Linked DNA regions of Zea mays: region 2 is linked to region 1. A link is a contact called in public Hi-C data. All regions are on one chromosome and are shown on one strand. Each heading gives the region's core, a stretch centred on a gene start, on an enhancer-like site or on the middle of the called end of the contact. The rest is flanking DNA. Distances are from core to core; before and after follow the strand shown.

The links. Hi-C and Micro-C count contacts between places; a contact is called where the count stands out from the background.
Region 2: a Hi-C map of ear shows a contact between it and region 1, with 2.6 times the contacts expected there. The contact joins the promoter of LOC100280644 here to the promoter of LOC103627645 in region 1. A contact is called at or near these places in 2 of 25 Hi-C or Micro-C datasets (ear and tassel).

Annotation. Positions count from the first base shown.
Region 1 is chr5:210,471,762-210,475,841 of Zm-B73-REFERENCE-NAM-5.0, reverse strand. LOC103627645 (3-hydroxy-3-methylglutaryl-coenzyme A reductase 1) reads left to right here and starts at 1,771. Exons shown (of 4, transcript XM_008647942.4): 1 at 1,771-2,895. The coding sequence starts at 2,057.
Region 2 is chr5:210,857,718-210,861,863 of Zm-B73-REFERENCE-NAM-5.0, reverse strand. It overlaps LOC100280644 (ribose-phosphate pyrophosphokinase 4), which reads right to left and starts at 1,928. Exons shown (of 6, transcript NM_001153562.2): 1 at 1,714-1,928; 2 at 1,205-1,616; 3 at 1,045-1,113; 4 at 792-920. The coding sequence starts at 1,847.

The DNA.
Region 1 (4,080 bases), core at 522-3,021:
GTGAGATTATATTGTTTTAACGATTTAATTTAGTCTGTTCTAAATTTTTTTTGACTCTGACCTTGCTCGTACCACTTGTATACTTGGTATACACGATAGATATGATTAGGGGCGGACCTAGAGGATAGCCTAGGTAAGCCTTCGACTACCGGAGAATTTGGCTCCAAAACAAACTAGTACTCATCGTTTAGGTCTAAAGAAACAAATCTATGCATCTTGCAGCCTAATTAGATGAATTAAATGTATTAAGAGATATTTTGTTTATTTTCTGCTCATATATTGAATCGGTGAAAATTATATATATGCGGTACCGAATTATACATAGTATTATATGTCAAAAAAAATTGTGCTCGACTACCTTAAATTTAAATTCTAGATCGGGCACTGGATATGGATATGATAATGTGTCCATTTCCACGTAAATGTCACTTTGACTTCAGGTAGTGAGCGCTCGCGCACGAACCCGTCCTCCAATGTCTTGTCGCCTGCTTAACACAGCCACTAGCTTACGTTGGGAACAATTCAGTCATGCGTTTAGCGCTTCAGACGGCTCACCAACAGGTGTCATGATCGCCGCACCCTGGACGTCGGCAGACGCCTTCGTACACAAATCCATCGTCACGGCGGCAAGCGGCGGAAGTGAAACGGAAAGTCTGACCAAACCTCTCCGTCCTCTAGCTTGCAAGGAAAGAAAGGAAACGCTGAAACAGTGGGCTCGCCGAGGCGGCGGCGCGGGCACCGTGTCCGGCCCCTGTCCGCTCGTTTGCCAACATGCGAGTCGCGTTAAATTACAATGAGATTTAATACCCTTCCAATCTTTTTCGTTCAAGATACAGATAAACAAAATTTAAGGCTATCTTCATCAATATTCTATCTTATTGTTTAAACTTCACTCTACAAACAATGTTATTTACAGTTAAAAAATATTTTATATAGCTATGTACACACAAACACATACTTAAAATATACATTTATCCACATCAATCTACTCACTAAAATTAATACTAAAATTTAAAACGTATATAGTATAAGCATATAATATAATCTTATCATGTAATTTTGTGGTTTTTACTGCTCATCATGTTTTAATATAATACTGTTTTGATGGAATATAATACTACTTTAAACTATTACATATATCTGTGAGTGATTTAGTAAAATTATACCGTTATACTAGTTTGATTTAGGTTGTGTTTGGTTGGATGCACATGGAGGGATGAAAGGAGGCGGCCACCATTTCAATAGTGTTTGGTTGATGATGTGTTTGGTTTGGCTTTTGGCTTTGGCTTTTGCCCCCTAAAAGCCAAAAGTCAAACCAAAGGGTTGATGCAGGGAGCGGTTTTTTTCTAAAAGCCGACTTTCTCGCAGTGCAAAACTGAAAGCATCCTGGACCTGCTTTCAGTGGCTTTCGGATGGAACTGTGAAACATATATCGAAGAACTTTTAACGGCTTTTAGTGGTTTTCACCAAACGTTTTTTTAGCTTTTTAACAACTTACAGTCAACAACAGCTTTTTCTACAGCTCACAACAACTTTTTTTACAGCCACACAGTCCAACCAAACAGACCCTGAGAGTCACGTAGAGACGAAATAAACCCCGGATTAGTTTTTGGTGGCGGTGCAATCCAAAAAATCGAGGAAACGATGTCGCTCCTGCCTCGTTCTATTTTGACCTCAAATTAAACACATTCTTAGCCTCTGTTAGAAAAAGTTTAGGCTCCGTCACTGAATCTACTCCAACACCGAAACAGCCCCGTTTTAAAGTGGAACATGTCCAGACCGCCCGTGTCCGCCTCTTCCGACGCTGCGGCCTTGCGGATTCCGTGCACACCAGTGCGAGAAACCCCGCGGCCACTCCGCGTCCGTCCGATCAACGAATCGAACCCCCAGCAGGCCGCACAGCGCCGGTCCGGCATGCTACGCACTCTCCCGCAGCACCGGCAGCACGCACGGCACGACACACAATCGTCGCACGCGCCCCCGGTTCTCGCTCTCCGCTCGTAACCCCCTGACGGTGGCCCGTGGCCGGTTAAGCCCGAGGCCCGAGCGGCGGTGGATGGACGTGCGCCGGCTCGGAGGCCGCATCGCGGCGGCGCTGAGGGCGCTCGGCGCGGGGGGCTCGCTGTCGCTGCCCATCCCGGCGTGGATCACAAACGCCCTTGCGATGATCTCGCTCGTGCTCTCCTCCTGCGACCTGCTCCGCCTCTGCAGCGACAGGGACCGCCGGCTCCGGTTCTCGCTCGGCGGCCGCGAGTTCGTCACCGTGGTCTGCCAGCTGGCCTCCATCGTGTACCTCTTCAGCCTTTGCGGCACCGGCATCCCGTCTGCGGACCCCGAGACCCCCGCCCGCCGCGACCAGGGCGCCGGCTCCCCCGACCAAACGCGCGCCGCCGACGCGCCGGAGACATTGCATGGCGGGGACGAGGAGATCGTTGCCGCCGTGGTGTCCGGGGCGCTGCCGTCGCACCACCTCGAGTCGCGCCTCGGAGACTGCCGCCGCGCGGCCAGTCTGCGGCGGGAGGCGCTACGGCGGATGACGGGGCGGGGCGTCGACGGGCTCCCGCTCGACGGGATGGACTACCAGGCTATCCTGGGGCAATGCTGCGAGATGCCCATCGGGTACGTGCAGTTGCCGGTCGGGGTCGCCGGGCCGCTGCTCCTGGATGGGAAACAGTACCATGTTCCCATGGCTACAACCGAGGGATGTCTCGTGGCTAGCGTCAACCGCGGCTGCAGAGCCATCGCGGCGTCTGGGGGCGCCGTCAGTGTGCTGCTCCGGGATGCAATGTCTCGTGCGCCTGTCGTTAAGTTGCCGTCGATAAAGAGGGCAGCGGAGCTCAAGGCGTTCGTCGAGACAATTACCAATTTTGAGATTCTGTCTGCTGTCTTCAATAGGTAAACATCCTTTTCCATTTGTCGACCTGAAGATTGCTTGCTTACTTAAAATGGGATATGAATCTGCTTAACTAATACTAACTACTTATAGAGGACAGTGCGGGGGTACACTGATAGTAGTTAAAAATGCATTCCCTTGATGCACCTTTTAAATATCCCTTGTGCTGTTTGACTATTGTCATGATGTTGGCGGCTAGAATGACATGGTATTAATATATTGGTCAGGTGATTGCCCACAAACCAAGTGTCCTTTTCTTATTTGGGTGATGATGATAGGAGGGACTGCCCAGCTTATTAGCTTATCCTAACTTCAACATGCACTGCCTGAGGCAACAGCAATCACCTCCTATTGTAGTATCAGTGGCATTATGTACTTATGTTTCCTTATTTCCCGGGTTTTGTTATTGGCCATTTGCGAATGATGCATGTTTATGCTTTCTGAAATGTTGTCCTTGAATTGTCGTGTTGCGTTTATCCAACCACAGGATATTTGCAAATGGTATCAATTTATACTTATGAAGTGTTGCCCTTGAATTGTCCTGTTGTGTTTGTTGAAACCGCCAGTAATGTCACGGTTTGTCGGTTACGATCTTACTCATGGCATGTGGGCTTATCGTCACATGGTTTCCGTACTTCCTAGTAACTGTCGGCATATGTTCTTAGAAAGAAGGGCAGTTGATCCTAGTAGCTGGTTTCTTGATTTCATAAACCTAAATTAATGTCGGTTTCTGCAAGTTACAGAAGCTTTAAACATTTGTTCTATTGCATTGTTCGGAACTTCTGCTTACTTGCTTTTTAATCTCACTAGAAGCTTTTGGTTCTGTTGTTTTCTAGGCTTGATAAGCTTTAGGTTTTTTTTTGGTTCACACCAGTCCACTATTTAAGGCATGATTATGTTGTGTTTCTCTCTTGTAAGAAAATATGGAGTCTATTTTCTCAGGTTTCATTTTTTTTCAAAATCATGGTCATGTGCACACCCTATCGACGTATTCTTCGTTACTACTGGTTGCATGCATAAGCATTCACGGGTAATCTGGCATTTCTATTAGCATTTAGTAATCAGCTTATTAGGAATGATGTGTTCTACCATCTAAATCACTGCACATTTAATTAATAATGCCTCTCATTAATATTAATGTTCTTCCTCACTTTGCTTTATGCCTAATATGTTATTTCACTACTTTG
Region 2 (4,146 bases), core at 679-3,178, 390 kb before region 1:
CTGCATCCACTGAAAGGAAACTCAGCTTGTACTAGGCTGTGCAGGCAGCGCGAGTGAAGTGCCTGCACCCGCCCCGCACGAGCCAATGCAATCCCTTCGCTCCCTCTCTGGCGTGCTCCGGTCTGTACCGCCATAGCCACGTCTCCCGTTCCACGACGGATGGAGTCAGGGGCGGACCGACATTATGGCCAGTGGGGGCACGGCCCCCACTCAAATTTCTGGTTCTAGTGGACTTGCTATCTTATTTACTGTAGCTACAAAAGGTTGTTAGTTAGTAGGTCTCTATTTAGGCCCCCACTCAGTATTTCGGACCCCACTCGGATTTCGGGCTAGGTCCGCCCCTGGATGAAGTGGTACACAAAACACTTGTTGTGCAGGCTACCAAACACTAAATGTTTCCCTGTATGAAGTCCAATTTGCAATGCGGGCTACCAAACATGATCTATGCACGTGCAAAGACAGGTATACAGGCCAAACCAAACACCACGTTGTTGCATTACGTTAGGCTGGATTAGCCTAGCCTGCACTAGGAGTCTAGGACCTTATGCAATCAACCAGTCAGACCCTATGTGCATTAAAGAGTATAACCCCCAGAATGGCACGACAATGTGCCCCTCTGCTGCTGTATCAAATGTATGAGATAGATAGTATTTCCTTCTTCCTTCCATGCTGTAGTATACGATATCGTATTTCCTTCCAGACTGAATAAATGCTAAGACAAGTAGATAAGTAAGCATTGCCATCTACTAGAACTACCATGAAGAAGCAATAGAATAACACATCCATCATACCTGGCATTCTCTAAGAGTTCCCCCAGATTGCACTAAATCATCAACAATAACAACATGACGGCCTTCAGGTAGTCCTTCCTTTATACGAACTATTCTCTTGTCACCTTCCCGAACCTTGTTACAGACTATCTATACAATCAAACAGACCAACATGAATGAAATCTACGACAAGAGAACTGAGTAATTCATGACAACACAAGGTATGTGAAACAAACAAAAGATGACATCCAAGCAAGAGAAGGCAACCGCTGACCATTGGAAAGTGCTGTAACAGCTTGTGGAACCGCTTCCACGCACCGTCATCTGGAAAGGCAATGGTGATCTGCACGCAACATGCCATGGGTCAGGACTGCAGTAAGAATTTATCCCTCAAAAAAAAGTTTGTTCGCACATTAGTGTATGCCACTACGCACATTTTCTGCGTCCGGGAGCTGGCGGAGGCGCTGCAGCAGGAGCGGGATCCCTGTCTCGAAGCATGGCAGGACGTCGTCCCCGAAGTAGAACCTCTCCTGGAGCGCGTGGATGTCGTAGATGACGACGCTGGTAGGCCCGCCGCGCGACTTGGGGATCATCGAGAGAATGCGCGCGAGGGTGAACGCGGTGGCGACATCGCCCTCCTCCTCAACGCGCTCGAATGAGCCCGTGGGGAAGAAAGGCAGCACGAGAGTGAATGAGGCAATGAATAGCTTGGGCAGCGCGAAGATGACGGAGATCTGCTCGAATATGACCGACGGCGAGCTGAAGGAGGCCAGGAACGCCACGTGCTGCCCACGGATGTCGTGCGCCTTGTTGATGAACAGGTTCGGGAACCCGTCGTCGAAGCTCCTGGTGGTGCGGCATCACATAACTCGAGGAATCAGCTTGCTCCACGAGATAGGTGAGGCGGGAAGAGGAAGCGGAGAGAAAAGGTAGGGTGGCGTACCGCCAGTTGATGGATTGGAGCTCGATGGCGTCGGAGCTGGCGGCGATCTTGAGGGCGAGCTCCTCGCATTCTGAGCAGTAGAAGAGGTGTATGTGTTTCTTCGCCTTCTGCTTCGCGGCGACGACGACCTCCATCTGCGGGTTTCGGCGGCGGCGGGGACTGGGGAGTGGGGAACCAAAAAGAACGGCGCGGGGAGGGGCAGACTCTGCTTTGACGGAACAGTTGGGGGTCGGGCGGTCGGCTTTATCGAGACGCGAAGTGCGCAACACTGCGAATATTTTCTTTGCTTGATTTTTGGAAGAGTCAATTCCTTTGCAACCATTATAAAAGATCCAAATTCCATATGAACCACTGGAATTTCTACCGTTCGTCCCATGCCATTGTCCAAGATTTTTTATCCCGTTTAAACCACTGCCGTCTCTTTTCGTGGTAACGGACGTTAACAGCAGCGAGGAAGGTCCGTTTTGCCCTTGGCGACTTGAGTCAAGTCCTTGTTGTTCAGGCCGCCGCCGCTCCCAGTTCTCCCGTGAGGCTCTTCTCTCGTTCGTGTCCCCCTGTTCTCCCCGCCGAACCCTAGATTCACAGCACCAAGGATGGGTTAAGCGAGGATGGGGAATCATGGTGGAGGACCAAGGTCCGGATTGGCGGGCGACATGGCACCGATGAGGTCCGACGACTGGCCTTCATGGCTTCCAGATGGGTAAGTGTGCCTCTCATCAGTCTTCCTCAGCTGACCAGCGGTTGGGGCGGAGGGCGGAGGCGGGAGGCGCCGGGGATCGGGGCCTGTGGGCTCGAGGTCGCGGCCGCGGCGGTGGGGGCTCGAGGCAGGAGCTGCGGCGGCGGGGGCTCGGGGTTGGGGCCACGGCAACTGGTAGGCCTCGGGGGCAGGGCTCTGTGTTCATCTGATTGAGTGTGTTTGACTCTGTTTTTATGTGCAGGTGAAGAAGAACCCACATTTGCATGAGTGCCATAGTACAAGGAGAAAAGGTCAGGTGAAGGGTGCAACCAAACATTGGCATTGTCAGTCCCTATGCCTTTGTCTATCATGATGCCATCAATGGAGGTTGCAGACAAGGAAGAGAATCAAGAAACAAAAAAAGAGGTGGCAGGACATGGGAAGAAAAATAAGAGAGAGCCAGAAGTCATCGGATCTCCTGCAATGGGAACTAGAAGCAAAGCCAGTTGCAGTGGCAGTCCTGCCATGGGAACTAGAAGCAAAAGAAAGCTCAATGTCTAATTGGAACTAGGTAGTCTTTTGTACTATTTTTTGGGTCTACTTGACTAGAATTGTGTTAATGTAGTGCTGTGGTCTATATGACCAAAACTGTGGCATTCTATGACCAAAACTGTGATGCTATGGTCTGGATGGCCAAAACATTGATGTATGGTCTGTATAACCACTTGTGTTTTCAATTTGCATTACTTTGCCATACATCTGGACACTGTTTATGCCATACATGTGGATACTGTTTATGTCATACATCTGAATACTGTTTATGCCATACTGGGCATTGGTTCTAGCACCAAGGTTTGGCGCCAAAACCAGAGCAGAGGGTCTGCCTCCTGTGGCAAGAAAGGGAAGATCCAATTTCTTTTTCACGGACCAAACCAGGGGCACACTGGTCCTTTCGTAATCCTGTTACCATCCGTTAGCACTAAATGGGACGGCAGTGGTTTAAACGGGATGAAAAATCTTGGACAATGGCATGGAACGAACGGTAGAAATTCCAGTGGTTCATATGGAATTTGGATCTTTTATAATGGTCGCAAAGGAATTGACTCTTTTTGGAAGCCTAAACCCTAGACCCCAGTCCCCAGCCGCGCTAGAGAATCAAAGCGGCCTGCGATGTGAAGATACGGCGACGCGAACAGTGTGGGGGAAGAATGCGAATTTCCCGGTTTTACGCGTACACCGTACGGGCATAGGTCGTATGCGACACGCCGACACCGAGACGGATCGGCATGGAAAGCGCCGCCGGCTGAACACGGCTACGGAGCAGACGGGTTCTCCTCCATGGCCCTGCCATCATGAAGCACGCAGCCATCGGCCATCGTCATACGCATACCTTTTCTTTTTTTAAAACCCAAGCAGGAGGTCTGTTGGACGAATTCATAAAGTAAGGCGTCTGTTGCTTGTTCCATTTTTTTTTACAAATGCTCCCTTTAAACACCTTAAAATCATCTACAGTACTACTGTACATGTCCTAAGACCATCGCCATACCTCAATAGATACGACCATCGTCATGCCTCAGAATAGATACGCCATGGCATTACTCATAAAGTTCATTTTCCTGTATACGTCAAATCATCATTACTAAAGTGACTAGTGAGAAACATCATGACTCATGTGTATTAAGGGCATGTACAGTCCTAAAACGATGGTTCGGTTTTCCAAATCTAAGTGACAATTAAGAGACTGTGATGCAATTTTA